4 separate regions of the Mus musculus genome follow, and all the other regions are linked to region 4. Evidence: chromatin contacts called from public HiChIP or PLAC-seq and promoter capture Hi-C data. All regions are on one chromosome and are shown on one strand. The core of a region is the stretch at or near the end of the contact, and the rest is flanking DNA. Distances in the headings are between cores, read along the strand shown.

Region 1 (3,653 bases), core at 736-3,235, 1.9 Mb after region 4:
ACACGGTTTCTCGGTATAGCCCTGGCTGTCCTGGAACTCACTCTGTAGACCAGGCTGGCCTCAAACTCAGAAATCTGCCTGCCTCTGCCTCCCGAGTGCTGGGATTAAAGGCGTGCACCACCGCGCCCGGTTTAGTAAGTGCTTTTCACTAACACGCCATATCCCTTGTCTCTATAATTTTGTTTTTTAAGGCAGAGTCTCCCTGTGTAATCCAGTCTGGCCCAGGCACTGGGATTACAGGATCACCAACACAGTCAGCTAATTGTTTTGTTTTGTTGGCTTGGGGATCAAATTTAGAGCACTGATGTGCTTGGCTGGTGTTCTATTTCCATACCATATCCCCAAACCCAAGCTAGCAGAGCTCTTAATTGTACCATCTCCACTTCTCTCTCAGACAAAACATTGCTAGGCGCAATGATTCCACCATCTATTCAACGATTTTAGCTTTTAGCCTGGTGTCCTTTCTAGCAAATCATCTCCTTTGGCCCAGGTCATCGCCTACGTTGACATTTGCCATAGGTTAGCCAAGGCCTTACTCCAGCATAATTCACTGCCTCGGTACTCACAGCCACGGGCTGTGGCTGCTCTCAGCTAACAGTTGACCTTTTAAAACTGTAAATCAGATGTAAATCCTCCCTGCACTCTCTGAAGAAATTCTGAACCCTTGAGCCTGGCCCTGGGTTCTATATAACCTTGCTCCTGGCACCTGAGTCCTCCTCCTCACCTTACTGACCTCATTCCCGTAAGAGATGAGTGGCCTCTGTAGAAGAAATGTCCTTGGCCTGCTCTTAGATTTTTGCCCTGGGGACAATAGAGCCCATCTTGTCCCTCAGCTGTCAGCTCACATGTCAGTCTTGTCATGGTCTCTTAAATAGAATCTTAGAATCTATAGAATTTTCCCTTTAATTTTTTTTTTGGTTTTGTTTTTGTGTGTGTGTGTGGTTTTGGGTTTTTTGGTTTTTTTTGTTTTGTTTTGTTTTGGTTTGGTTTGGTTTTTCGAGACAGGGTTTCTCTGTGTAGCCCTGGCTGCCCTGGAACTCACTTTGTAGACCAGGCTGGCCTTGAACTCAGAAATCCACCTGCCTCTGCCTCCCAAGTGCTGGGATCAAAGGTGTGCACCACCATGCCCGGCTTCCCTTTAATTTTTTTTTTTTAAGAAAATGTTGTTTATTTTATTTTATTTTTTTTTTTGTTTTTTGTTTTTTTTTTTTTTTTGGTTTTTCGAGACAGGGTTTCTCTGTATAGTCTTGGCTGTCCTGGAACTCACTTTGTAGACCAGGCTGGCCTCAAACTCAGAAATCCGCCTGTCTCTGCCTCCCAAGTGCTGGGATTAAAGGCGTGTGCCACCACCTCCCGGCTGTTTATTTTTATGAATACACTGTATCTGTCTTCAGACACACCAGAAGAGTGGATTGGATCCCATTACAGATGGTTGTGAGCCACCATGTGGTTGCTGGGAACTGAACTCAGGACCTCTGGAAGAGTAGTCAGAGCTCTTAACCGATGAGCCATCTCTCCAGCCCCTCCCTTTAATTTTTAACAGGCGATGTTTTCACGTTTTTTAACATTTAAAAGGCTCCCTCTGCTCCCTACATTCCTTATTTTCCTCATAACTATCATTTAAAATGTATTTGTCTACTCGTTCATCAACCATCTCTTCCCACTAGAAAGGAAGTCCACAGAAGCCGCGGCTTTGTTCGGATGCACACAATAAAAGCGGAATAATAGCGGATGTCTCGGACTAGATCGCGAGCAGACCCGGGTCTGGGAAGAGATCATACTACGGCTTTTTCGTGGATTTGTTTGCACCTCCGGTCGTCAGGAACTCCTCCAGGTTAAAGGAAGAGATCGAAGCATCAGTTTCTGAGCACACGCGCGTGTGAGAACACTCTGCTCCACCCACAGCCACAAGGGAAAGGCAAGGCCGTACGGAAGCCACTTCCAACCTGCTAGGCCCCGCCCTCACTCGGACGTCCCAGTGCGCAGGCGCCGAGACCTGACCTGGAAGTGACTGTCTTCTGAGCCCACGTGTTTGGCTCAGCATGGCGGAGATGAAGAGCCCCACGAAAGCTGAGCCTGCGACTCCCGCAGAAGCGGCGCAAAGCGACCGCCACAGCCTGCTGGAGCACAGCCGCGAGTTCTTGGACTTCTTCTGGGACATTGCGAAACCGGATCAGGAAACGCGGCTCCGGGCCACGGAGAAGTTGTTGGAGTACTTGCGCACAAGGCCCAATGTATGATGGAGGGGCCCAGGCCCATCGTGGCTCTGGATGCAAGGGGGAGGGGTGGGCCCTTCAGATCACTGTTGAACACGAGGGATGTTCTTGGTTCCGTAGGATTCGGAGATGAAATATGCCCTGAAGCGCCTAATCACTGGGCTTGGGGTGGGCCGAGAAGCCGCTAGGCCCTGCTACAGCCTGGCGCTGGCACAGGTGAGACTGTGTGTCTGGCAAGGGCACGATCTCGCTGGGCAAAGGTGGCGTCTAAGGGTAGGGGGCACCGAAGCTGCGGGGTAAGAAGAAATCCGAGATGCTTCAGAGGGGATACAGGCATCCTTACTTGGGTGGGAGGAAGTGCCAAAACATGGCCTATGTACAGCAAAGTCCAGGCAGGTGGAAGAGTTGAACACGTTTTCTTTCTGATACACGTTTATCAGCTACAGAGTATTAGCTACAGTTACTGGAAGTAGTGAACTTTGAGGTTGATTTCTGCAAGGTTGGGGAGCCGCCTCCAGGTTAGGAAGGCAACTGATGACAGACCACGTAGAAATTTGTACAGCAAAAAGCAATGAAGACTAACCAGCCTCAAGGCAACTCAGAACAGGATCTTTGGATGGGATGGGTTTTCCCAAGAGGTACAGAAGCAGCCTAGGCCTTCTGAAGCCTTGATGGAGGTGGGGCTTAGCCATGTAAGATGTGGTCCCTTGAAAGCAGTAGCGCTTGTGAGGGATGGGAGGAGCACGGAGATTATATTGGGGAAAGCTGAAGGAGGGAAATGGACTTGGTCTGGTTTGTTGTCCCTGGGCCACTCCTGAGCTCTTTCTGGTCTTGCCTGGTAGCTGTTGCAGTCTTTTGAAGACATCCCATTGTGTGACATCCTGGATCAGATACAAGAAAAATACAGCCTACAAGCCATGAACAAGGTGCGTGAGATTCCCAGACAGACAACCTGCTCCTGAACAGCTATGGGGAGGGACCCTCTTCACCTGTGTTTTCAATCTTTTTCTAGGCAATGATGAGACCTAGTCTCTTTGCAAACCTTTTTGGAGTGCTAGCCCTCTTTCAGTCAGGCCGCCTAGTGAAGGTAAGAGCTTTTGGCACGGGGCGCAGGGACTGGTTTAGGGCTGGAGGGGAACAGATGGTAACAGACCCTGCTCTTCACCTTTTGCTCTCTGTGGATACCAGGACAAAGAGGCCCTGATGAAGTCCGTGCAATTGCTGAAGATCCTGTCCCAACACCCCAACCACTTACAGGGACAGCCAATAAAGGCTCTGGTGGACATCCTCTCTGAGGTAGAGAATCACAAGTCATGCCGTCTGATTTGGGAAACGTTGAAAAGATTTGGGTAGGAACATGATGAGGACAGATGGTTTGACCATGCAACTGGTATGAGGAGGTTGTTTGTTTGTTTGTTATTCCTCTCTCACCAACTA
Region 2 (4,181 bases), core at 170-2,669, 1.4 Mb before region 4:
ACCAGGCTAATGGTTGCTCCTGGAAGCTGGAGGCAGCCCAGAGCGAATTCTGCACCCAGTACGCCCTCCCCTGCTCTTTCACCTCCCCCAGACAGCTGGGAACTCACACCTCAGATGACAGAACTTGTCCTGGGGCTTCTGCTGGGAGGGGGTTGGGCACTGCAGCACAGGAGGCCCTGGGAAGCCCGGGAGTGGGAGGAGGAGGAAAGCCAGACCCTGCCTGTCTCTGAGAATAAGGCTCTCTCAGGGATGTAATGAGTACTCCCACATCAGTAGGTCCTCCCCTAAAATGCCTCCTTCACCCTGGAGGCTTACTAAATAGACAGCTGCTCCCCGGTTCTTTCTCTCCCTAGATGCAGGATGGGAGTGTGTACAGCTGCCTTGGCTGTTTAGTGTACTTAAAATGGAGCAATCAGGAATGGACCAGGCCTAAGAGAATATCCTATTGTGTTATCTAGATCAAGCCATTTGACAAATATTGAGTGTCTCCATACATGATATGCTTAGTGTTTAAGGTGCAGGGAGAGGCAGCTGGTTCTGTCAAGGTCACGTGTGTGGGATTAGTCCACATGTAAAGTTGTGCCTATAACCAAAGTACTTCAGGTGCCACCCTTGTCTACTGTCTCTTTTCAGCCCAGGCTCTATGCTAGAGTCAAAGCTGAGGGGGGCAGTTGACCCCAGACGGGATCCAGCCTGTGGTATCACCAGACAGTCTGGGCCCTTCCTGGAGTCTCTAGCTTGTCTAATCTTTTTGGGGCCTGCTTGGGCTTTACCTGCCAAGTAGTACACCTGGTGAGAACTTCATCTGTAAGGATGGGCAGTTTCTCTCTCTCTCTCTCTCTCTCTCTCTCTCTCTCTCTCTCTCTCTCTCTCTGTGTGTGTGTGTGTGTGTGTGTGTGTGTGTGTGTGTATGCTTCTGTTACTCCTTTTGCCCTGACCCAGCTAGGAAATCAGAAGCCTCAGTCCTCCCTTGAGACATTCACTTGCAGGGTGATGGGTGAGATTAGTCCTCACGATTCCCCTCCACTCCAGCGTCAGAATTCCAGTTATCAGTATTGCTCTGGCGCCTGCCTTGGTCGCTTCTCATTTTTTCACCCTCAACCCATAGACCAGGTGTTGGGACCAGGTCGTAGGATGAGACGTTGGGCTATATGGCATAAGGACCGGTGTATCCTCTTCAAAGATAAGGGAGGATGTATTGGGGGGTGGGGCTGTATGGATTTCGGTTGTGGGTGCCAAAAGAGGCAGGTGCCTTGGGGGCGGCAGTGGGTTGGCGAGCTGGCCCCACAGCCAGACCCAACTAGGCGACCCCCGGCCCTGCAGCGCCCCGCCCCCGCGGTCCGCTTGCGACGTGTCGCCTGCCGCGCCCCGCCCACGCCGCAGTACCCGGATGCGGGTGACGTGCGGCCGCCATCTTCCAGTCCCGGGTAGCCAGCGCCAGTCGGAGCCAGCGCGAGCCGCCGCCGCCGCCGTCGCCGTCACTGCCTCTGCCAAGTCCACTGCCCGCTACCCCCGCCATGTAAGTCAGCCGCCTGCCACTCGCCACCCGCGGATGTTCTGCCCCTTGCGGGCCGCCACCCCAAGGAGTGGACCGGGAAACACGGGGGTCCCGCCGCGGGCCAGGCTGGTGCCCATGACTGCGGGCGGATGCCGGGAACCGGGTCCCTGGCGGTCTGGCACGGGCGATGGCTGCCGGAGGGAGCAGACCCAGCGTCCACCCTCCGCCCCGCCCCTGTCACTATGGCCGTCAGTCATTTCGGGTCGACCCCGGGCAGCATCTACGAGGTCGCCCTCATTTAACCAGAGGGGAAATTGAGGCATGAGGAGGGTCTCTCAAGGTCACGCAGCTCAACCTTAGAGTGACTGTCTCCCATCGGGTGGCCTTCTCGCGCAAGAGAGGACTGGAGGGACTGTGGATGGACAGGTGGATGGGTGGAGCCCCGGCCGTAGGGCCAGAGGCTTCAGGCCTCGAGTCTTAATCCGTTTCTCTTCCTTAGGTCGGCTACCGCTGCCACCGTCCCGCCTGCCGCCCCGGCCGGCGAGGGTGGCCCCCCTGCACCTCCTCCAAACCTTACTAGTAACAGGAGACTGCAGCAGACCCAGGCCCAGGTGGATGAGGTGAGTGTGTGTGTGTGTCTGTGTCTGTGTCTATGTCTATGTATGTCAAAGATGCAAGATGATGGGCTGGCAAATAGGTGTGGGAGCCCATCTTGGGTTGAAGGTAAAGACAGTTTATGCTTGTGGGTTTGGTCGGAGACCTGCCTCATCCCCTTTCTGTCTCCCTGTTAGCATGCACTTGGAAGGGCTGCAGGATGAATCAGTTGAGCTAGCCTGGGGTGTGCCAGCTGGGGCAGGTGTGCTCTGGTGATAGGCGGATCCAGGCCCTATAGATAGAGGGTGTTGCTGAGACATCTGAGCGCTATGGTAGCGGCATGACCCTGATGTGTGCTCCTTGCATGTCCCCTAGGTGTGCTAGGCATGTTCTGTGTATGTCCTTGGCATGTTAGCCTGGAAACATCGGGGTGCATGTTCCACTTGTGCCACGATGGGCACATGTTCAAGAAGTGCCCTCCTTGAGGCATGCCTTGGCACACCCCCCTGCCTCGTGGACCCCTCCCTCAGGTGGTGGACATCATGAGGGTGAATGTGGACAAGGTCCTGGAGCGGGACCAGAAGTTGTCGGAGCTGGATGACCGTGCAGATGCCCTCCAGGCAGGGGCCTCCCAGTTTGAAACAAGTGCAGCCAAGCTCAAGCGCAAATACTGGTGGAAAAACCTCAAGGTAAAGGGGAGGAGATGGGGACAGGTTGGGAGGGGCAGTGGGGAAGTAGGGTGTCACTGTGTCATTCACCTCCCTCTCACTCTTAGATGATGATCATCTTGGGAGTGATCTGCGCCATCATCCTCATCATCATCATCGGTGAGTGGGGCCAGAGGCCAGGGCCCCTCCCCTGGGGAGGTAGAGGCTTTCCCTGGGGAGCCTGGGCTTTGAAGGTCACTAACCTAGTTTTTACTCTGCAACCAAAACACACTTTGCTGCTATTGGCAGTTCTGACTCATTTAGAGCCCAAAACTTGAGTGTTGTATAGCCCTGCTTTCCCTGGTTATGGGTCAATCCGGTTAAGATTTTGGGACTAGGAATACCGGGTGGGGTCCTGGTGTTCGTCTAGGAACCCTTTGAGCCTAAAAGCTCCATCTGGGGATTCTAAAACGGGAGTAGGAGACAGGAAAGGGTGAGGTCTCGAACACCAACCACCAGGATACCACTTACTCCACTGTTTGAAAGCTACCGTCACATACCCAGTGCATTAAAGGTTTTATGCCCCTTTGTCCAGCCGTGGAGTTTAAGGGACCTCAATACCCACTTGCCAAGTCCCTTTGAAGAAACTGAGGCTGAGAGGGAAGGGATGTCAGCCAGTGGGGGAGTGGGGAGGCTTGGAACAGGGCCAGGCCTGACACACTGCTTTCTTTCTCTTTCTCCCCCTCTCCTCGTCCTCCTTTCTCCCCCTCTCCCTCGTCCTCCTCTTGCCCTCTCTCCACAGTTTACTTCAGCACTTAAATCCCTGAGGAGTCTGCCCTGCCTAAGAAGGGCCTCTCCCCCACCCCCAGCCGTTCCTCCACCTCTCAGCCATATCTTTCAGCCCCCTCCCTTGGATCCGTGTGTGTGTGTGTGTCCGTGTGTGTGCCCCCTGTAAATAGCCAGCTGTTATTTATACATATATAATATTATATATATTTGGTCTGTTTGTAGTTTTATTACTAGAAGATTTTTTCCGGTTGTCCTTAACACCCCTTCCTGAGGTTCCCATCACCTCTCTCTCACCCTCTGTCCCTTTTCCTCTTTCCTGATCAGCCCCAAGTCCCTTCATTTGCATCTGCTATGCAATAGCCCCTCTCCTCCTTCCCTTGGATTTAACCGATCTTTCCCTTATCTTCCCTGTACAATCCCAGGCCCTCCCAAAACAAAAGCAAACCCCACAGAAACAAACAGAACACCCCACCTGTCTAGGCTTCCCTAGGCTGCATCTTTGTATCCCTTGGGAGGCTCTGAGACTGGTTCCACTTGGTCCTAAGAATCCCAAGATTTTCTGGGAGCTTCCAACATGTTGATTAGCATATCATTTGCATACGCTGTCTGTTTCATTTTGTTTTGTTTGTTAGTTTTTTGTTTCCTTTCTGATC
Region 3 (3,855 bases), core at 576-3,075, 1.1 Mb before region 4:
CAGCCCTGCGGGCAGCCCTCTCTCTCCTCAGGATCTTTAATTCTTCCCCCACTCCAAGGGAATCCTGAGGGCTCGCTGGAATAACTTTTTTCTAAACTTTTCCTCTTTTACAGGTAAACCTGACGAGGTTAGGGGTGAGGCTTTACCCAATACGCATTAAACACATTATTTTTAACACCCCCCACCCCCGGAAAAGCTGTCTCAACACGTGCGACAAAAAGTCACAGTGGTCAGTAAGACAGTTTTACAAATAACGTTTTAAAGTTTGGTGTGTGTGTGCTGCTCTGCCGCCAGAGACTTGGGGGTGTGGATGTCCCCAATCAGAGGTTGGCGACACCTATCCTAAAGAAGCTAGAAATCACTCTCCACTTGGAGGGTGGTCTGAGAGTTGCGCCACTGATCCAGAGAAGGGTCTGTCCCAAGCACAGCTGGACGTCCTACGCCAGTGGCAGGTGACTTGTCATCTCGGAGAAGGGTGCTGAGTGATGATGGTCAGGACAGAGCAGCTGGGTGGGCAGTTCACGCCCCCCAACGTGGTCAGGGTGTGTGGGTGGTTTCATCAAGAGAGTGACAGTGAATGGCAGCCACGTGAGAGTCACAGCTGGGCAGTTCGGCCACCCCAGACTGACGGGGTCACGAGGGGGGGATGGGGGCTGCACTTGACACAAAAGAGCCCGGGGCAGAGATGACGAGGGTGGGGCCGGGGGCATCTGGCTCCCCAGACATTCTCCTGTCTCTCTTCAAATCTGAGGTGACCCGAGACCTCGGCGGCCAGCTAGGGGGGAGTGGACGGTATGTCCAAGTCTTACTCCAGGAAGTGGTCTGCGTGGAGTGTGGCCACCACCTGCCTCTGGTCATCAGCCGCTACAAACATTCGCACGCCCCCTCCCACGCGTGCCACCGCACACCCCTAAGTTGGCGGGCACCGAAGTCCCTGCAGGTGGAGGGGCTGGTCCGCGGGCCACTGTCCCACCTCTGCTTGCCCAAGTCCCCAGCGGAGGGCGTCGGGTGGCAGTCAGCTCCACACCCCGAACCCACTCGGCTTCAGTCCGACCCCACCGGGGCCCGGCCCAAGGGGCGCTCACGCGGCCGCCCCTCCCCCACGCGCCCCTCCCCCCACGCCGCCGTCCGGTCGCCGGGGTCTCCGCGGTCCCTCGCTCGGCCTGGGAGGGGGGCCCTGGCTTCGCTACGGCCGTTTCCTGCCTACCCCCTCCCCGCCGAGGGTGAAAAAAATAAATCTCCTCCCCCGAAAGCCGCGACCAAGTGGCCCGGTCCGCGCGCGCAGCTCGCTCCCTGCGCTCTCCAGCCCGGGCGCGGCGGCGGCGGCGGCGGCGGCGGTGGCGGCGGCCGCGGTAGCGGCGGAGGAGGGGTGCGGCGGGGGAGGGGAGGAGGCCTGGCCCCAAGGCCGCCGCCGCCCGGACTGCCGGGCCCGTCTAGACCCGCCAGGCGCCCGGGACTCTCCTCGGCTCGGCCGAACCGTAGGTGCCGGGCCCCGCGGCTCCGCTCGGGCCCCGGGGAGTCGGACGGACGCTTACCTGGTGGCGGGGGCGGCGGCAGCGGCGGCGGCGGCGGCGGGAAGAGGTGGCAGCTGGGGGGGCTGTGGCGGTCGCGGCTCCGGTCGTGGCCCGGCCCGCGCCCGAGTACTCCCTCTTCGTCCTCCTCCTCATCGTCCTCGTCGGCCGCCTCCACCTCCTCCTCCTCCTCGTCGCCCTCTTCTTCCTCCTCTTCTTCCTCCTCCGACACCACCATCTCCTCCTCCTCCTCCTCCTCGTCCCTCAGAGGGGAAGCCATCCTGTGGCTCTGGCCCCCCCACCACCCCCCCACCCACCGCCCGCCCGCCTCCCCCACCGCTACCACCACCACCTCCTCCTCCTCCTCCTCCTCCTCCTCCTCCTCCTCGGCGGCGGCGTCCTCCTCCTCCTCCTCCTCACCGCCTCCCCCAGCCCCCCAAACCCCCGGGCCACCCCCCTCCAGAACACCCACCCCCGGGGCCGGCGTCTGAGGAGGGGGGCCGCACCACCCCCAAAAATGTTCTTGGAAAAATTTAAGGACTTTTTCCCCCTTCTGTCTTTCCTCCCAAGAGAACAAGAAAGGGAGATCGTTTAAAAAAAAAAAATTATATATATGTATATAAAAGTTTTCGACTTCTCTCTACCCCCCTCGGTTGCTTTAAATATATTTAAATTCTGAGGGGGGCGCTCAGAAATATTTCTCAGAGCTGAGGCACTAAGATGGCCGCCTTGAAATTATTTTTAAAACAACCCCCCCTCCAGCACTGCCACCCCCCTCTATAAAGAAAGAGAGAGGGGGGTAAAATCCCCTTTTAAAACAAAATGGCTGGCTTAATATTTCATTTTTCATACACCCCCATTCTCCCTGTTACATCCAATCTCCAAGCTTCTACTCAGAAACCCACAAATTTCTCCCTTTTTTCATAACTGATTAGTGCACAGATTAATACATTTTCCTTGTGTATTGAGAGAGAGAGAGAGAGAGAGAGAGAGAGAGAGTGTGTGTGTGTGTGTGTGTGTGTGTGTGTGTTGGGGGGCATGAAGGATTTCTGCATAAAACAAAAATGGCTGCTGTGACTTAACTCCCCCCCTTATAAAAATATTTGGGGGGGTATTAATCAGTACTCATGCTCAGTCTGACATCAGCATAAATTGTTAAAGGTTAACTAGTTAGATACTAGTCCAACTAGATTGAATTTTTCTTTTCTTTACTAGTCTTCTTCCTCCCCCCACCTCCCTTCTCTAAAGAAAAGCTTTTTTTTTTTTTTTCTGAATACTTCAGAAGGGAGTGGTTTGATGTGAAGGTTTTTTTTTTTTTTCCTTCAGGCATTGAAAAGGAAAAAGATGAAATATATGTTTATATATAACTCTCTACATACCTCATTGAAGTCAAAATGCATTTAATTGTGTACGTAGCTTTTAAATGAGAAATGGTACTGGCTTTTTTTTTTTTTCTCCTTAAAAAAAAAGTGACAGAAATCCTAGTGACTTTGGGGGGAGAGATATGAATAGATGATTGAGTTTTTTTTCCAAGGAGTCCATGTTTGATTCTCTCCTTTGCCCAGCCCTCAGTGTTCTGTGAATGTTGTCAATTTTATCTCTACTCTTTCCCTTCCTCTCCTCCAGTGGCTTGCTTGTAAAATCGTCTGACTTGAGAAATTAATTTGGTGGTGACTAGGTCAGATTTTTAGGAGAAAGAGGAGAGGGTCGGATCTGAAGATTGTGAAATTCTTTTCTCCTGTGTCATCGAACGCCTCTTCCTCCATGACCTTCGACACTGATAAAGTAGAAGAAACTGAGGCACGGGGAGAGGAAAGCAACTGAGAAGAGAGGAACGAGGTAGGGCGAACACTCAGGCCTTTTCACTGAACCGGCTGACCTGTCCTTTCAGACTGGATCCCAGTGTTTATCTTAAAGTTGTAGCAGGGATCAGATGAGCAGCTGAGCTGGAGCCCAGAAGTAAGTTTTTCCTACAGAGAATTGACAGAGCCGGCTCTACTGGAATAAAACTTGCCAAGAAGCCAAGCAAGAAGGGCAGATAGCCTGGCTCCACCTTCTTTTTTGTTCTTGGCTCTTTTCTTCCCTCCAGTTTCCTCCCATTCTTTTGATCTGTCTTTGTTGCTCCCCATCCATGGCCTGGGGAAACCATTTCTCCACTGCCCCCTGAGGCTCCCAGCATTCATGGGGACCCTGAGGGGAAGGTGGGCAACAGCCAGGGAAGGACTTGTAACAAAGGAATAGTCTCCAGAATATTGTTTACAATGCTAAGATGTTTCTTCTTGATGGTCCAGTCCCCCACCCCACCCCCACTACACTTTAGTTGGTTAAGCATTGGTTTCTGTCT
Region 4 (3,975 bases), core at 1,165-3,664:
GCTGAGTCGGAGGATAGAAAGTTCAAAACCAGCCTGGGATATAGGGCATGATAATGCACGCCTTTTAATCCCAGCACTCAGGAGGCAGAGGTAGGCAGATCTCTGTGAGTCTGAGACCAGCCAGATCTATGTGGTGAGTTTCAGGATAGTTGGGGATATGTCTCAACAAACAAGTAAGTAAATAAATAAAATGAACCAGGCCTATGTAAAGAGACTGTCTCAAACAAGTAAATTAATAAATTAATAAAACGAATCAACCTGAACAGTTTAAATCCTGTCTCAAAAATAAAAAAGGGGGGGGGGGGGCTGGTGAGATGGCTCAGTGGGTAAGAGCACCCGACTGCTCTTCCGAAGGTCCAGAGTTCAAATCCCAGCAACCACATGGTGGCTCACAACCATCTGTAACAAGATCTGACGCCCTCTTCTGGAGTGTCTGAAGACAGCTACAGTGTACTTACATATAATAAATAAATAAATCTTTAAAAAAAAAAATAAAAAATAAATAAAAAATAAAAAGGGGAAGGGAAAGGGGGGGGGTCGATGATGTCTACAACCCAGCACTAGAGGTGCTTCCCTGGCCCCCTTAAAAAGTCAGAAAGCCATGGATCCAGTCTTCAACGTACAGAGTGCCTGTTGTCACCAAAGCTCACATTCCAGTGAGGAAGCCAGAAGGTTCTCCTCTCTCCCCAGTGAAGCTTGAGCTGTGCACACACAGACACACAGACACACAGACACACAGACACACACACACACACACAGTACTGGGGACTGCACCTAGAGTCTTGCACATTCCAGGAAGACACTACCACTGAACTATATCCCTAACCCATTTTATACTTTAAAAAAAATTTTTTAAACGATTTTTAATGTTGTTCACAGAACAAGGCTTGATTTGATTTTTATTATTTTAAAAAGCTTAATGTTTACTTCGTTTTCTGACTCTGTATTTGTGCTGTCAACACTTACACACTGGTTTTCTGCTCCTCAATAAGGAAAGAATGCCAGATCCTGTCATGGGCATATTTAGCACAGGTGGGGTCACCCATTGTTGTTGTTGTTTTAGGCAGGTTCCCTAGGACTTTAGTTCTCAGAGCACAAACTCCTCAAAGTCTGCCTGGGCACGCACCATGTGTGGATTTGGGTGCTTTTCTAAGTTTCTTGGAATAAAGATTAACAGGGGTTCTGGATAGCCATTTCTTGTTAGAGTCTGTATTACAGGGAAACCTACAATGGTATGTCAGATGCTGGGCCTAAACATTATCACTAGAGTTGGAGTGTCCCTTTTTATAAAGCATGTTAAGACAGAGTCTAGATAAGTTATCCAGGCTGGCCTTGAACTTTTGATATTCCTATCTCAGCCTCCCAAATACCTAAGGTTACATGAAGACCTGAGCTACTGTGCCCAGCTATGAAAATACTTTTGTATTCTGGGGGTCTAGTGTAGGGCCTGCCATAGGAAAGTAATGACTGATTTAATGAATGAAACGCTAAAGTGAAGCTCAAAAAATTAAATTATAATGTCCAAGAATCACTGATGGAAGGCCCCAGACTCAAATAGTGTGCAAAGGCAAAGAGCGTCTATTCTGCAGAAATTACCAGCATGCAGGGGTCACAACAAAATGGCAATGACTTGAGGGGCTTGCAAGACATCCTTTTAGGCAGGTCTAGGGGAATTTCCCAGAAGGACTAGGTAACCTCTAATATGATTGGTAAGGGTCAAAGCAGTAACATTAGTACCATTTTCATTAGGTGCTAGGTTAGTTCTATTATAATTGGTGAGACCCTGAAGATTTTTGGAAGCCAGCTCAGTTCTGGCTTTGTTATCTTCTTCAGCCAGGAGTCTCACAAGCAGACTCAGCTACAGCCTTATCCTCCCTAACTCAGGCCATCATTGGCTAAAGGTTCTTTGTCAGTGGCTCCTTCAGAGAAGCCCAGTAAGCTTCCTGGGGAATTGAAATTTTTATTCCCAAGGTTTCCAGACCTCTCGGCAAGAATGTAAAAAAAAAAAAAAGAGAGAGAGAGAGCCTAAAGCCCCATCCTCGAGCCTTAACAAGTAAGACGTATTGGGCAACTGTGGTCAGCTTTCCACTTGGAATGCTTTCACATGCGTTATCAATTGATCCTCACATGAGATTTACAAAGGCCCATTATCTGCAGCTTACAGTGGATTCGTGTCCAGATTTAAGGAGAACCCACAAGACGCTGCCTCTTACGACAAGCTAGCCCCACAGGTAAAGGCAATGCAGAGACAGGTCACATATTATGTCCCCCAAATCGTCATTATGTCTCTCACCCTAGGATCTGACCTCTAGGGCAAAGGACACAAGGGAGGGGTCCTTAATAGATTAATTATTAACTCTCTGCACCTCTGGACACCACGGGAAGGGAAAGGCCACCAACTAGCTAGGTGAGGTGCACCAGCGATGGTCATGGGGGTCTCACTGTCCCCAGCCCTGGGACGCTGGTTCCGCCATGCAATTCCCTTCGCTATCTTAACGCTGTTACTTCTTTACATCAGTATATGGTTCTTCTATGAGTGGCCCTTCCCCTTACCAGCTCAGAGAACCCAGCAGTCCGGCCTGCGGGGACTCAAACTCCCTTCTCCTTCTCCAGTCCTCGGCTCCCTGCTTAGTTTCCCGGCAGGGGTGCAGTCCTGCAATCCAGAGAGACCGCTACCTTCCCAGGTATGTTTGAGTTTTAAGGCCAGAGTCTGGGGACTCTGCAACAAAGAAACAGGGGAACCAGACTGAGAATCGAATGAAAGGAGGCTCCTCCCTCTCTGTTCCCTCCCCCCTTCAGATGTCAAGAATAACCAGGAGGAACCCCAGCTAAACCTGAGGGACATTCTTCAGGGCCCAACAGTGGCTAAGTAGGCCTAGCAGGCTAGGAACTTTTCATGTATCTCTTATATCTATCTCCCAGACTGGCCCAGCGGCCAGACCCCTAGTGGTCCCAGAGAAGGAAGAGCTTCCCTGTCTAGGGCCTCATGGGGCGCTGGGTCGCATGGTGAGCCCCTTCCTGGCCTGTATGAGCCCTGAAGGGGATGTGGCGTTGTCTCAGTATCTGGCAGGATGGAGAGAACTACTTAGGTGAGTGGTCTCCCTTCCCCAAGCCCATCTTCCTCCAAATGATTCTGTGGTTTCGCAAGTCATCTCCCCACTTCCACCACCAAACAGGTTCCTAACTCCCCTTGGCACTGTCTTCGCCTTTGCCACCAGCGAGGCCTTCAACAAGGTGACCGACCTCGAGGCTCGTGTGCACGGCCCCAATGCTTCACACTACACATCGCTGATGACTATGATCACATGGGAGCGGGGAGCAGGATTGCTACAGCGCCCGGGAACCGAACCTGGGCATTCAGCCGGGTCCTCGGGCTCTCGAACGCTACTTTTGTTGCATCGCGCGCTGCGCTGGTCCCAGCTCTGCCTCCACAGGGTGGCGACAGGGACGCTTGGAGGTCCAGATGCGGGCACGCAGTGCGGGGAAGCCTACAGCACCGCCCTGGCCCCGCACCATCCATGGCTTATCCGTCAGGCCGCTCGCCTGGCGATCTTGGCCCTCCCGAGTCGCGGTCGCCTGCTCCAGCTGGCGTGTCCCGGAACAGGAGAGGCGGACGCGCGGGTTGCTCTGGCCCGGGCCGCCGGCGTCCTGGAGGATGTGTACAATCGTACCCAGGGCCTGCTGGCCGGCCACGGCCTGCTCCAGCTGGCTTGATGGCCGCGGCATCAAGAGACCGACCAGAAAGGCATTTCTGGGAAGGGATGTACATACTCAGGGTTACCGGCGGCCTGAGAGTAGCTAGCGGTCCTCTTTAGTGAAGTCACCACAGTTAAGGCCCACCCCCAGCAGGGCAGTCTCAGTGATGTGTGAGATCCTCTCATCTTCAGCCTCTGGAAGCTGGAAGAAGCAATGAAGAATAAAGAATGCTTTAGTAGCTGTCGACATCCGGCGTTATGTATGATAACTGGAGAGCTA

The links. Promoter capture Hi-C pulls out the DNA fragments that hold promoters and counts their contacts. HiChIP or PLAC-seq counts read pairs in DNA pulled down with a chosen protein or histone mark.
Region 1: a contact with region 4 is called in an H3K27ac HiChIP or PLAC-seq map of embryonic stem cells, with 6 times the contacts expected there. The contact joins the promoter of Mybbp1a here to the promoter of Gltpd2 in region 4. A contact is called at or near these places in 1 of 39 promoter capture datasets (embryonic stem cells) and 1 of 115 datasets of contacts at active chromatin or transcription factors (embryonic stem cells).
Region 2: a promoter capture Hi-C map of liver shows a contact between it and region 4, with 4 times the contacts expected there. The contact joins the promoter of Vamp2 here to the promoter of Gltpd2 in region 4. A contact is called at or near these places in 1 of 39 promoter capture datasets (liver) and 1 of 9 other capture datasets (pancreatic islet).
Region 3: a contact with region 4 is called in a promoter capture Hi-C map of liver, with 4 times the contacts expected there. The contact joins the promoter of Chd3 here to the promoter of Gltpd2 in region 4. A contact is called at or near these places in 2 of 39 promoter capture datasets (both in liver).

What each region holds. Positions count from the first base shown.
Region 1 is chr11:72,439,342-72,442,994 of GRCm38.p6, forward strand. Mybbp1a (MYB binding protein (P160) 1a) reads left to right here and starts at 1,986. Exons shown (of 26, transcript NM_016776.3): 1 at 1,986-2,234; 2 at 2,337-2,432; 3 at 3,059-3,142; 4 at 3,229-3,303; 5 at 3,405-3,512. The coding sequence starts at 2,043.
Region 2 is chr11:69,087,109-69,091,289 of GRCm38.p6, forward strand. Vamp2 (vesicle-associated membrane protein 2) reads left to right here and starts at 1,420. Exons shown (of 5, transcript NM_009497.3): 1 at 1,420-1,519; 2 at 1,998-2,118; 3 at 2,623-2,781; 4 at 2,868-2,919; 5 at 3,542-4,181. The coding sequence starts at 1,518. The coding sequence ends at 3,558.
Region 3 is chr11:69,367,601-69,371,455 of GRCm38.p6, forward strand. It overlaps Chd3 (chromodomain helicase DNA binding protein 3), which reads right to left and starts at 1,826. Exons shown (of 40, transcript NM_146019.4): 1 at 1,536-1,826. The coding sequence starts at 1,791. It overlaps Gm32483 (a long non-coding RNA gene), which reads left to right and starts at 1,390. Exons shown (of 2, transcript XR_003949707.1): 1 at 1,390-1,478; 2 at 3,138-3,855.
Region 4 is chr11:70,516,795-70,520,769 of GRCm38.p6, forward strand. It overlaps Gltpd2 (glycolipid transfer protein domain containing 2), which reads left to right and starts at 2,415. Exons shown (of 3, transcript NM_146020.1): 1 at 2,415-2,684; 2 at 2,923-3,089; 3 at 3,177-3,942. The coding sequence starts at 2,424. The coding sequence ends at 3,714.